Linked DNA regions of Mus musculus: region 1 is linked to region 2. Evidence: chromatin contacts called from public HiChIP or PLAC-seq data. All regions are on one chromosome and are shown on one strand. Each heading gives the region's core, a stretch centred on a gene start, on an enhancer-like site or on the middle of the called end of the contact. The rest is flanking DNA. Distances are from core to core; before and after follow the strand shown. Region 1 holds the start of Kynu (kynureninase). Region 2 has its middle 140 kb from the start of Gm30225.

Evidence for each region. HiChIP or PLAC-seq counts read pairs in DNA pulled down with a chosen protein or histone mark.
Region 1: a contact with region 2 is called in an H3K4me3 HiChIP or PLAC-seq map of the 230-238 cell line, with 26 read pairs. The contact joins the promoter of Kynu here to the enhancer-like site in region 2. A contact is called at or near these places in 4 of 39 promoter capture datasets (embryonic stem cells, liver and stem cell-derived epiblast-like cells), 1 of 484 Hi-C or Micro-C datasets (liver) and 3 of 115 datasets of contacts at active chromatin or transcription factors (the 230-238 cell line and acute myeloid leukemia).

Annotation. Positions count from the first base shown.
Region 1 is chr2:43,552,104-43,558,272 of GRCm38.p6, forward strand. Kynu (kynureninase) reads left to right here and starts at 3,222. Exons shown (of 14, transcript NM_027552.2): 1 at 3,222-3,306.
Region 2 is chr2:43,268,869-43,275,908 of GRCm38.p6, forward strand. No RefSeq gene overlaps it. Among named protein-coding and RNA genes, the nearest start is that of Gm30225, 140 kb to the left of the region's middle. Within about 2 kb of position 5,358, at least 32 of the 459 cell types and tissues checked have an H3K27ac peak or open chromatin away from gene starts, as enhancers often do. A contact at or near this core is called in the 230-238 cell line, where this site is marked.

The sequences.
Region 1 (6,169 bases), core at 1,972-4,471, 280 kb after region 2:
AAAGCAGGGCAGATAATGAAAAGAGTTGACTATAAGTCTATTCTTAAATGTTCATGAACTGTAATGTGAACTTCAATAGTATAAACCTGTAGGCAAAATCCACAAAGTCCTGAATTCTCATTTTAACACTGGCTTGGAGGAAAGTGGAACGTCACCTACAAATTAATAGCAATAAAATTATTCCTGCATGATATACGGGAACATTTAGTCATTTGGACAACAAAAATATATTTTAGAACGTGTACAGAGTTAGTTAATATGTCACTCATGAGCTATAAAATATAATTTGAGAGTCCTGGATTGACTCCAGATTCGCAAGCATGCTAAGCACGCACTCTAATCCTAACATGCTCCTTACAACTCTGCTAAAAAGTTTGAGACAAAGTTGAAATGAACAGTGAATCAGGAAAGACGCTACATAGAGTAAGATCGAAAGGGTGAAGAATCTCTGCGAAAACTAAAGGAAGCAATGTTATCTATAGCCATCTCTGTATACTGAGAAGATAGATAGTGACAGACTAGGGTAACCAGGTATCTTGTCTCTTGTTATCCTACATCTGATCTCTTAAAGCTCAGGGGTTGCTTACTGGAAAGTCTGATAAATACTAAGCTGTTTTAGCCAAATCCTAAAAGAATGTACTTCAAGAAGCAGGAAGGGAAAAATTTCCAAATTTCTCATCTGTAAATAGGCAAAAACACAAGGGAAAGAAATTGAGTGAAAAACCCAGTTAAGGTGTCGATTTTCCTGAGGAGAATGCAATAGGCAGGAAGAAGCCATGTTGAGCCTTGCCAGAGAAAATTACACTTTGGTTCCAAAAATGGATTCATGAGACAGAAATGCAAAGTGCCCAGTAGGTACAAAACTACTATAGGACTTCCAGTTAAAGATTGATGATCAAACAAGAAAAGCATGGGAATGGATAGAAAAGAAAGGAATGTTGTGAGATAATAAAGTCAATTTGTATGTCACAGAACAGAAGAGAATTTGAAAACATACCCTTTGTACAACACAAAAGATATCTGTAATTAGAAGATAGATGATAGACTAGTGATAAGTAGATAAACTATAGATAGATAGATAGATAGATAGATAGATAGATAGATAGATAGATAGATGATAGATAGATAGATAGATAGATAGATAGATAGATAGATAGATAGATAGCAGAGTTCTTATTATTGTATATACATCAGGAAATAAAAAAAACAGTGTTACATAACAGGGTAAAATCTCCAATGTAGAAGCTCATGAGTTCAAAGCCAACCAAAAGCCCCAGCATCCCTGAAGCCAAGAGCGTGTACATATGCACAAAGTAGGAATAGACACAAGGGAATGACCCTTAATGGAATGAGGATTCAAATGTCATAAATGAAGATCGGTTGACATAAAGGTACAAACTAGAGGAAAGCATTTCTAAGTTCAGACTTATGTTATTTAGGATAACAAGATATAACCAGAGCTATGCCTTGCTTAGTGTCCAGCTAGACATGCAAGATTACCATAACCCAGAGCAGTTATAGCTCCACAACTCTGAGCAAAATATATCTCCCTGATTCTGGATAATGAGATGCAAATCCAAGACTACCTGTCAGGACAATAGATTTCCCCTGCTCTAACTGTCTATACCAAAGTGGCATGTGCATATCATAAAACTTTTTTTAATTAAATACAATGATAATTTCGTAATATTGAACATTTAAGGGAACTGGAAAATAATTTAAATTATTAAATATAACCAGTGGGGTAAAGTGAAAGGACAGAATACAAGAAGGAGAAAGAAAAATAGGAGCGATGAACAGAACCAGGCCTCAGGTGCAGAGTCTGCACGCACTACAATAATTGCTCAAAGACTTACCAAATCCATGGCAGCAAGACTGTGACCTGTCTGTCTTTATTTTTCTCTTCAAACCTAGTCAACATGGGGATATGGCGTTCTCTCCTGCAGAGCAGAACAAATTTTCTAAATTTCTAGTGACACAAGACACGAGATGATGGAAAATGAATAGACATATTACAAGCTTTAGATTTTTTGATCCAATTCAAATGAGAATTTTGTAGTTTATGAGTTTAACAGTGGTCAGTAAAGTATCTCCAAGTCGCCTCATGGCATCTATTGTCCTCTTCTAGAAGTTGGGGACAGTACACTTTGTCTGGGTAATTTGATGACAAAAAAGAATGTGTCGAATGGATTTATGTGTCATGGTACAGTGCTTTTCCCCTTGAATTGTTTTTCTCTCTCAATAATCTTGTAAGGAAGATGTGTTTTCTGTTTATCAGGTAGATAGGAGCCTGAGCTTGGGCTACGGTTCAGTGACTTGTCCAGGATTACAGTGAGGACACACAGAGAGGACTGAAAAGGGCCTTGCAGAGGGTGACATGCTGTGGGCTTAGACAAGGCACAGGAGCAAACACGCAGCAACCGAGGCAGTCTCTTCTGTTGTCATTATTCTGAAAATCTTGGGTCTTAGTTTTTATGCCTAATAGGTATTCCTCAAAGGATCCAAGCTCAGATTAGGACAGGAGAGGCAGCTCAAGGATCAGCATTTAAAGAAATAATTAACCTTAATAATATTTTCCAGGCTTCCTTTCATTTGGATTTCCAAGTTCTAACTCTTTCTGTGGTTAATCATACTATCAAGATTTATGACCTCAAAAATTTTAAAGTCCATTTATTAGGCAGTAAAATATTTCGAGGAATTAGTGGACTATATTAATTTTTCTTTTGCAGCAAAGTCCTCTGCCTTTAGGACTGAGCACTTGAGTCAGTGGTAGGTACCACCACACACAGTTTATTTTAAACTTTTGCATAAAACCTGTATTCACTATAAGTCAAAAACCCTGCAATCAAAGTTGATCAGTGGTTCATTGTCTCAAAATCCAGGAGAAATGTGTCCAGAGTTCAAGGAGAGCATTCCTCTGGGTTTGGGATGTTTCAGAGCACAGATTGAAAATAAAGGCAGATGTTGGAGTTCAGCTCTCTGACACAGTGCTCACAGCAGAGCTCCACATAGGTCAAGCAAGTCTCTGCAGGGGTCTAGAACCCACAAGGAAGAATTGGAAGAAGCTGTCAGCAGAGCCAGATGTTTGGCAACCTGGGGTGGGGCTGGGGGAGGGGCAGCATTTTGCTTAGCTTGTGTCAGTGGTTAGAAATTTGCAACCTGATTCAACAGGGTGGGAGGAACTAAAGTTGACAGGCAAAATCCCCACAGGGTGGAGAAGTGAGCAGTTCTTTGGCTAGCTGGGGACAAAGAAAGATCCAGCATCCTCTGAGAAGGTACTGAAGACTACTGTCTGGATCTGAGCAGGTAAGCAGAGAAGAGGTCTGGCTCTGAAGATAAACAGACATTCGCTTCTCCTGTACTTTTCCAAATGGAACTTCTCTCTACTAATAGGGTACAGTCCTTTGGGGATTTCTTTTTCTGTTTTTTTCTTACTGTATAAATGATCTTCATAAACAAACCCGGCATGACCTCCCTTAAAGCCTGTGCCTCGAAACCCAGGCTAGAGAGAACGAACGGATGAGGTTGCAGTCCCAGCAGGTTAGCCAGCCCTCACTGCGGGTTTAAACGGTCAGGAGAACAAGCCCAGGTAAAGAAAAGCCGTGTTTAAAGGAGCTTTCTGATTTCTGGTTTTGTATGTTTGTGTGTCACATTAACATTTAGAGAAGTGAAAGTGGATTTTCTTGAGGGGGACTTTCTTCCCCTTTTATTTTCTAGAGCATTTGGCCTAAGAATAGATTTTTTTTCCTGTATTTGCTAGACAGTTTTTTTTTCTTCCCAGCGTTAGGAATGTGGGAACAAACTCCAGGATCTATTGCTCAGCTAGGCTGGTTGTACTGTGATGTCACATAATTCTCAGCGAGAGTCCTACAGAAGCAGGCTTTGTTGCAGGTGTATATCAACTTTTTACTTCCCCCAGTGAAGTATGAATGTATCTTTACTAGCTTCTAAACTTTGACCTTGGTATCCAATTTCCTCACTTCAGGGTGGGAATGACCCTTTGCTGTGCAAAGATTAGCTACTGAGGACTGGGTTACTGATTGACCTGGTTGACCTTAGACCGGCAGGGTCAGGAGGAGATCTTTAATTTGTTATTCTTTCATTACAACTGATCAGATTTTGGTAAGTGCAATCTTTTACCTGGGAAAATGCAGCTAATAAATAAAACCACGAAGACGGAATTTTCAAAATTTCAAGCCTCAGTATAATTCGAGGACAAAAATCAATTTCCATCAACAAACACTAATCTTTAAAACTATTATGGGCATGCCTCGTGAGTGTGACTTGATGCTGTAGTCTTCTTTAAAAAGTTAAATTGAGCTTTATTTTATATAACAATGGCCGAAGAGTGTTCAGGTGACCTGCACGCCAGCACATGACATGTTCGTTTACCCTTGTAAAATTATACCATGCTAAATACATGAGATATGACATTTGACAGTTATTATAAACTAGGAGTTAATGTCTTTATTTTCAAACGGATCATGTCAATTTACTTGCAAATGATAAGCCTAAACAAGGCGTAAAATGATGTTTTGAAGTATTAATTGTCTTAGCTGGTGGTATGAATGCAGAATTAGGTAGCAATTAGTGCGAGCTAATCAGTTCTCTCTCTTGAGGCAAAGGCCTTGAATGAGCATTGCAGCCTGCGGGACCCTGTGAACAGAGGGGTGCCCCAGAAGGAAACACCATTTCAGGGAAGACATCCCTGTGTCTACTACTATCTCCAATAGAACAAGCCCAGGAGTGTAAAGAGCTACACTTTTGACTCAAGGGATTAGATTTTCCTATAAAGGCATAAAGGCCTGTGCCTGCAACCCCAGGATTAGGAAGCAGGAGATACATGGACTCCAGATAAGCCAAAGCTGCATCATGATGCTCTGTTCCCAAGTACTTTTTAAAAAGGAAATAAATTCCCCTGCAGACCAAGCTGCTGTATAGAATTTATGTGGAACTGAAAAGAGAAAACAGAGAAAAGGAGAATAATTGAAAGCCATTGATTTTCATACTCAGAAAACAGACTAAAAGGAAATGAGAGGCTCCTGCGAGCAGGGGATTTTCTTCCTCTGAAAATGGGGTTTTCTTCCTCTGAGGAGGGGTTTTTCTCTGTGTGTCTGACTGCGTGCCTTCTCAAGAGAGGCCCCGTCTGTCCTGCACTCTCAGATACACTTGGCTATAAGCATTGCCTCAGCCTCTGAGCCCACTTTTAAATCTGTTGCAAACATACTAACACATTTCTTGTTTGTTTGCTTTGGGATAGGGTCTTGCTATAACATCAAGGCTCATGATCCTTCAGTGTCTTCCCCAGTAAGATTACTGAGATACTAGAAATGCACCACCACACCCAACATGATGTGCATTGTTGCCATGAAGTCAGAAGCATTATTTTACCTTTTCAGAGTTATATGCCTGAGTCATAGTAGATGCTCAATAAACATTTGTAGAATCAGCAGTTGAATAGCTAGCTACCTTTTTCACATTTAGAAGGTGTCTACAGTTGTTCACATTACCCATGGCTTTCTCATATCGCTTTGTCGTATGCTAAAATAGTTGTAAGTAACCAGGAAGACCATTTTTAGATGGCTGTTGCTGCTGTTTAAGGCAGCCATATTATGTAGTACAAGCCGGCCTGGAAGGCACTGTATGACTCAGGATGATGTTGAAAGGAAGGAAACACTCTTGCCTCAGTCTCCCAAGTGCTGAGATTATAGGCAGAAGCAAACACTCCTAATTTTATATGTGGGTATTGCTCTTCCAGTCTTTCACAGATTGAAGGAATGTAGCAAAGTTAAAAAAATAAATGGCCACAGAAGACTGCGCAATGTTAACAAATACTCTCTGTGAGGATAAGGGAAGGCTGCTTGGAACATGACAGTGAAGTAACCTAGGAATTGAAATAATCCCACTCAGAATGTACTTGTCCCCAAAGATATATAGTAAAGCTCTCCAACTAACATCCGGAAGAACACGAGGCAGACTCTGAGTTTCACTACAGTGGTTTCTCTAATTGTGTGTCCTATGATCAGACAGAGAAGCACATCCTCCTAGGAGCCGCTGATTCTGCCTCTTACACAGCTCACTGAGCTGTTTGGCTACTTCTGTTCAGCTGTCATCTCCATCTAGAGAAAAACTTACACAAACAATGCTGCTTATAACAATGGTGTGACTA
Region 2 (7,040 bases), core at 4,108-6,607:
TACCCAGAGCAATTGATGACATGGATCTTAGAGGAGAAAGCTACATCTACTATTTTACCAAACCAGCATAATCCCTAACTACACTCTAAATATTTTTTCTTCTACCCAGAGGCAAGCACAGTCTTCACTCCTTATCAACAAAACTCCTTGCAACAGACAGAGGCAACGGGGAACAAACACCACAACCAAGTAGAATGCCAACCTGTAGAGCAAAGTCTTAGTGGATATATCTCCAAGACAACTCTGGTTCCTAAGGAACTTAGGAAGACACTTGTGGAAGAAGGGCTTGGAAGACCGAAAGAGCCAGAGGATCAAAAGAGTCTGCTGTAAGGTTGTGTTTCTTAGAAATGTCTGGGGCTGCACCCATGGCATCACCAACATGACTGCCTATAATCAAACTGAACAAGAATAGCATGAATATATATGCCAACATAGGTGGGAGAAAGACCACAAGCCCAAGAACTACACAGAAAACTATAGGTAACTAAAGGCTGCCAAGAATAGAAGAAACAACTGTTTCTTCCCCAGGGAATAGCACAGCAATTGGTTATTCAATGCAAAATGTTCATCCTGAAAATGTACATGCAAGTAATATTACAAAGACATAACAGATTGTACTTATTTATTTAGGAAATATATCTAAGTGTGTGTGTGTGTGTGTGTGTGTGCGTGTGTAACAATTATTGCAAAAAAGGCTGTGAATTTAAAAAATGAGCAAACAGGGGTACTGGGTTACTTGAAGGCAGGAAAGGATAAATGATGTAATTATATTATAATATCAAAAATTAAAGAAACATTAAAAATCATCTTAACGGCAACGTTTTCATCATTATAGCTTGAGTATTACAATAATCAAAATGCTGTTCACAACAAAAATAGTAACACAATTCGTGTAAGAGCAAGACAGTGTGTATTTAAAGTGCTTTCTTAGTCAGGATTACTGTTGCTATGATAAAACACCAAGACTTAAAAGCAAACTGGGGAGTGAAGGGTTTATTTGGCATGCACGGTCACACTGTAGTCCATCATCAAAGGAAATCAGGACAGGAACTCGAGCGAGGCAGAAACGTGGAGGCACAAGTTGATGCAGAGGCCATGGGGAGAGATGCTTACTGGCTTGCTCCCTATGGCTTGTTCTGCCTCCTTCCTTATAGAACCCAGAACTGCTAGCCCAGGGGTGGCATCCACAGTGGACTGGGCCATCCCACATCAGTCACTAACTATGAAACTACCCTACTAGCTTACCTATAGTCCAATCTATGGAGGCATTTTCTTAATTGAGGCTTCCTCTTCTCAGATGATTTCAGCTTGTGTCAGGCTAACATAAAATTTCCCAGAACAAATGCTCTTTTCATTTATTCTAATTCGAGATTCAAGTAAAATAAGAAAAAATATATATGTATATATATATATATATATATATGTATATATATATACATATATATAATGCACGTAAAATTCAGTATATTTAGAATATTATAGAAACAAAAATATGAACTATCAACTTTTCATGTTTAGTAAGACATTTTAATTGATATATTTAAAAACAAGCATATAAATGAACAAAATTAATGAATATTGATTAAAGTGAACATTTCCAGTTAGACCTTCATTAAAATATGTGATGCTCATGAACCAGGTACTGTTCATCTTATTACTATATAGGAAACATTCTAAAGGCCATTGTAAAAGAGTCATGTTAATTCTCTGTATTTGTCATAAGAATTGAGAAATTGGTGAGACAGCTTCAGTCAAAGCGGTTTGAGTTCTCAGTGCTTCTTGTGGTTTCGGTGATAGAAACTTCAGTGGATAACTCTTTAAAAGTTAGAGAAATTCAAAAGTTGAGGCATAGGCACAGTTTAAAAACCAAATTTTAGGTAATTTCTTACAACTGGTTTGTCTTGTCTTGCAGGCATGAATGAAATCTATGTTACTAGATGAACCCAAGGTTATTTACAGCAGTAAACAGTCTGAGGTGATAAATTTGAATAATGTCAAAGTTTAAATTGCCCAAACACTGTTAATTACCCATCCATAAGTGATTATTAGGATTCAAAAGGGAAAGGGAAATTGGAAATTTCATTTGCCAATAACACTTTGAGAATATAAAATATAAGCCAGTGTAACAGTGCCTCCAAGTGGCACTCATCAAGATCTCTGCAATAAATTAAATATGAAATCTAAATGCTTCCGTAACAATAAACCAGAAGCACAGCTCCCACATTTTCCATTCCAGTTACTTATACCTTTTTTCCATAGTATTTATGATTTCCATTTATTGAAAATCCATTGATACCATTAAATCTCCATCTTAAGACCCATTACTTCTCAGAATATTAAATAGATCTAAAAAATAATATATTTTCCATTATACTTGAGGAGTAAAACCTATTTGCCCATATTTGCTAGAACTCCAATGAAAAGATTTAAAAAAAAAAAAAAAAAAACAAAGTCTCTTCTACCAGCCAAGGAATCTCAGAAGCGTGGGCTTTAAATCCCTGCTCCTCCAATTGTACATGAAAATGTGAGCTATGGGATGCCCCCAATGTCTCCTCAGATAGCATGGGAAGTAATGGCCTGCAATCTGCAGACTTGTCTCCACATGCTGAGGCTGCCAATCGACTCTGCTTACCTTACAGAATGTGTAGAACATGGCATTACCTCATTTTTCTGTAAAAGATATATTTAAACCAGCCCAGCCCAACCCCTCAAAAAAAAAAAAAAAAAAAAAAAAAAGGTACTGGAGCTTACAACACAAGACAGAGTTGAAGTGTGTGTTCCTGGAAGGGAGTCCTGCAGTAAAGTTTCTTTTCCAACTGGTTTCATCCTAAAGTGTATCTGTTGCCATCATTATGACAGCTTCCTTTTCTCATTTCACACAGATAATTTCTATAAGCCATTTTTTCTCTTTTGCAGAGATGGAAGGCCAATACCACTCTCTACTAATTCATTTCTATTTTTCTCTTGTTTGCTTGTTTTGTTTGGTTTGGTTTGGTTTGGTTTTGATTTATCATTTCCTTTTCTCCCCGTGTTGATATTGGACCAGAAATATTTCTTGAAATTAGTCATCATTGGATATTCACTCTCACCGGTTTTTTCAAGTTGCCTTGTTCACATAGGATTCATGCTGTGTGGTTTCCTTTCTTTGCTTTCCCCATGTGAAAACCAAATTCAGCTTTAACTTCTTGCCAAAATTCTTCTCATCCAAGGAGATTTCAGGCAGTGGCAGCTTTTGGTGGTGTTTCATTACCTGCCGATCAGAGTCCATGTCAGATTTTCATTAGTACAGTATTTACTCTGTCTCTCGGATCATTAATGAGATTTCAGACACGATCGGGCTGACATTCGTTGCTAGGGACTCCGTGAACACGACGTTATTTACCATTACTCGGATCCCAGTCAATCTCCAGATTTTAAACATTATGCCAATGCACAAGGCTGAGCCTATTTAACTGCTCTTAATAAAAGCTGTCACAGAGCTTTAATGAGGCACATCTACAGTCAGCTAATATCTATACAATAAGGTCTTCTCCATACATACAGCTGTTAATCCCACTGATCTCTCCCATAATTAGCCAGTCACATGTTTACTTTTCCCAAGGTGAGGCACCAGAGCTTTTTCCTTCATACTTAATTTATTTTGTCTGTGATGGAGAACATTCATTAAACTTCAGGAATACCTCTTGGCCTTGTAGAACATTAACAAATGTTTTTTTTAATTAGGTATTTTCCTCATTTACATTTCCAATGCTATCCCAAAAGTCCCCCATACCCTCCCCCCCACACTCCCCTACCCACCCACTCCCACTTTTTGGCCCTGGCATTCCCCTGTACTGGAGCATATAAAGTTTGCAAGTCCAATGGGCCTCTCTTTGCAGTGATGGCCAACTAGGCCATCTTTTGATATATATACAGCTAGAGTCAAGAGCTCAGGGGGACTGGTTAGTTCATAATATTGTTCCATCAGCTTTCAAATGCTGACACCATTGCATACACTAGCAAGATTTTGCTGAAAGGACCCAGATATAGCTGTCTCTTGTGAGACTATGCTGGGGCCTGGCAAACACAGAAGTGGAGAGGCCCATTGGACTTGCAAACTTTATATCCCCCAGTACAGGGGAATGCCAGGGCCAAAAAGTGGGAGTGGGTGGGTAGGGAAGTGGGGGTGGTGGTATGGGGGACTTTTGGGATAGCATTGGAAATGTAAATTGCGAAAATACCTAATAAAAATATTAATTCTAACAAAAAAAATTCTCACCTGAGGAATACTGAATGGCAGAGAAGCACCTGAAAAAATGTTCAACATCCTTAATCATCAGGGAAATGCAAATCAAAACAACCCTGTGATTCCACCTCACACCAGTCAAAATGGCTAAGATCAAAAATTCAGGTGACAGCAGATGCTGGCGAGGATGTGGAGAAAGAGGAACACTCCTCCATTGTTGGTGGGATTGCAAGCTTGTACAACCACTCTGGAAATCACTCTGGGGGTTCCTCAGAAAATTGGACATAGTTTTATTTTTAATATATACACCAAAATATAGTTTGGTATACATATCAAAATTCAGATTATATAAATAAAAATTCAATTTATGGTTTTTTTTTTTGAAAAATTTAGCAACATAATTCCAAAATTAGCACCAATAAAATAAAATTAAGCATATCTTCTTGGACTTACAATAATTAAATATATGAATAGTTAAAACCAATTTTAAAAGACATAAGAGAAAAAACTCAGAGTCTCACAATCCTGTAAATAAAATTGGTTATATGATATTTTATTGAGTTTAATAATCATTCTTCTATATAGACTACACATTAAACTAAACACTAAATTCATATAACAATAACTGATCATTACATGCTTTTCAACTATTGTTTTATGCTAGAGTAAGGGGAAGATAAAAATCAATACTTTGAGCTGGGTGGCAGAGGCTCATACTTTTAATCTCAGCACTGGAGAGGCAGAGACAAGTAGATCTCTGTGAGTTCAAGGCCAGCCTCCTTTACAGAGTGACTTCTAGGACAACCAGAGGTATACAGAGAAGCCCTGTCTGGAAAAAAACAAACAAAAAATATATACGTTTTATTCATGTCCTAAATGAGAATGGTAGGGTATAATAATATTAAAGTTAGGACCATAAGAAACATATGCATTTGAAAATAAGTTTCTTAGAAACTATTGAAATTTTACTGATTATTGGTTCATAAAGTCTTAATTTTTTCATGTGATTTTTAGGACCCTAGCTGGACTGAAATACATTGAATGATGGCAAATGCCAGCAAAGCAAACAAGGCACTCGTTACGAAATAAATGTGGTCTGAGAAGCCTGAGCTACACTTCCTTAAATGTGACTCCTGTGTGAGCTCCTTCAGAACTACCACATCCTGTCAATTACTGAACCATAGGCTCTGAGAAAAAGACAGTTATTAACTTTCCATGTGCATTTTCACCCAACTGTTTTTGAGAACTCTTGTTTGAGAATCAACATAAACAATGTATGAGTGAATGAGCAAATGAATAAATGAAAAAGAGGCAGTTACATACCTTCACTACTGCTCAGTACTAGAAATATCACATGCACTCTTATTGAGCTATGGAAGATTCCTTCCTAGGGATGATTTGAACTGGTTATCATAATTAATAAAACTTGATGACAATAGAGTGATTCAATTTGTCTGATTATGTTTCTTATGACTGATATTTTATGGTTAGTTAATGAAAAATCAACCAAATTATAACCATGTTCTACAAATTTTAAATGACAGTAGCTAAGTTATTCTAAGTATTGTTTATACAGAAACCATATGCATATACATATATATGCATACTTTATGTCAGTTACTATTATAGAAATCTGTCAGGATATTTCACAAAAAAACATTCAACAATGGAGGTGACTTGAATTCTATGTCACATAAAGCCATGAACATGTGAATTCTATGTCACATAAAGCCATGATAAAGTGCTAAAAGGTTTAAGGACATACTTCGTTAGTTGTTCCAGAGTGTATTCTGTTACTATTATACAACATCAAGCAAAAGTCACTTAACTTTAAACATTACAGTCAAACAGGCAGGAGCTTAACGTAAGAGCCTGGAGGCAAGAACTTACGCAGAGACCATAGGGGCATGTGGTTTACTGGCCTACTTCTCTGGGAAGCTCAGCTACTTCTTATATACCCTAAGCTCATTTATCTGGAACAAGAACCTCTACTATTGAATGGTCTCCCATATATCAGTTACCAATCAGAAAAAAAAATGCTTCCCCGAGGTGCCCATAGCCTGATTGGGTGGAGACAACTTTTCAATTGAATTTCTTTCTTCCTAGGTGAGTCTAGTTTGTGTCAGGTTAAAACATATTAAGCAACACATGAGTCACACTGTACTTCTGAATGTATTTGTCAAAACAGGATAGTTTGATGAAGATGTCTGGTTGAAAGGGCAAATGTAGCTTTAAATGTTCATCATAAAACTTGTCAATGAAGCCATCTAAGATAGATCATTTTATTTCTTCTTTTCCAAAATGAAAAATAATGCTTTCCTAGTGGGCAGTTTCCAGCAGAAGGTTGATTAAATGAGACAGTAACTCAATGCCTGGAAACTAGTGAAGTCTTCACACATGATGTTGTTTTAAAACTATGGTTTAACTCAACCACAGTGCTTAGAATCTGAAGATACTTCATGGAGCTTCTAGTTGCAGAAAATATCTAATATTTTTCTCTACTGTAATCAAACACAATTGTAAGTTAATGTGGACAATACTAAGTGCAGAATTTCATATTTACATCATAAATTTCTGTGATTCTGTGACATTTTTCCAGTAGAAATGGTAGATTATGAAAGAAAGAAATGTGAGAAGTGTGTGTCCATATGCCCACTAGGGCTTTTTAAGTGAATCTTGATCAGGCAGGAGGAAGCTTTCATTACTAGGAGGAAGGTCCCTGGTGCAGATAATCATGTGATGTTTGAAATTTTAAGACAGAAATTGTCAATATAGTCCAGGCAAAGAGGATGCTAAAGAAAACAAATGATACATA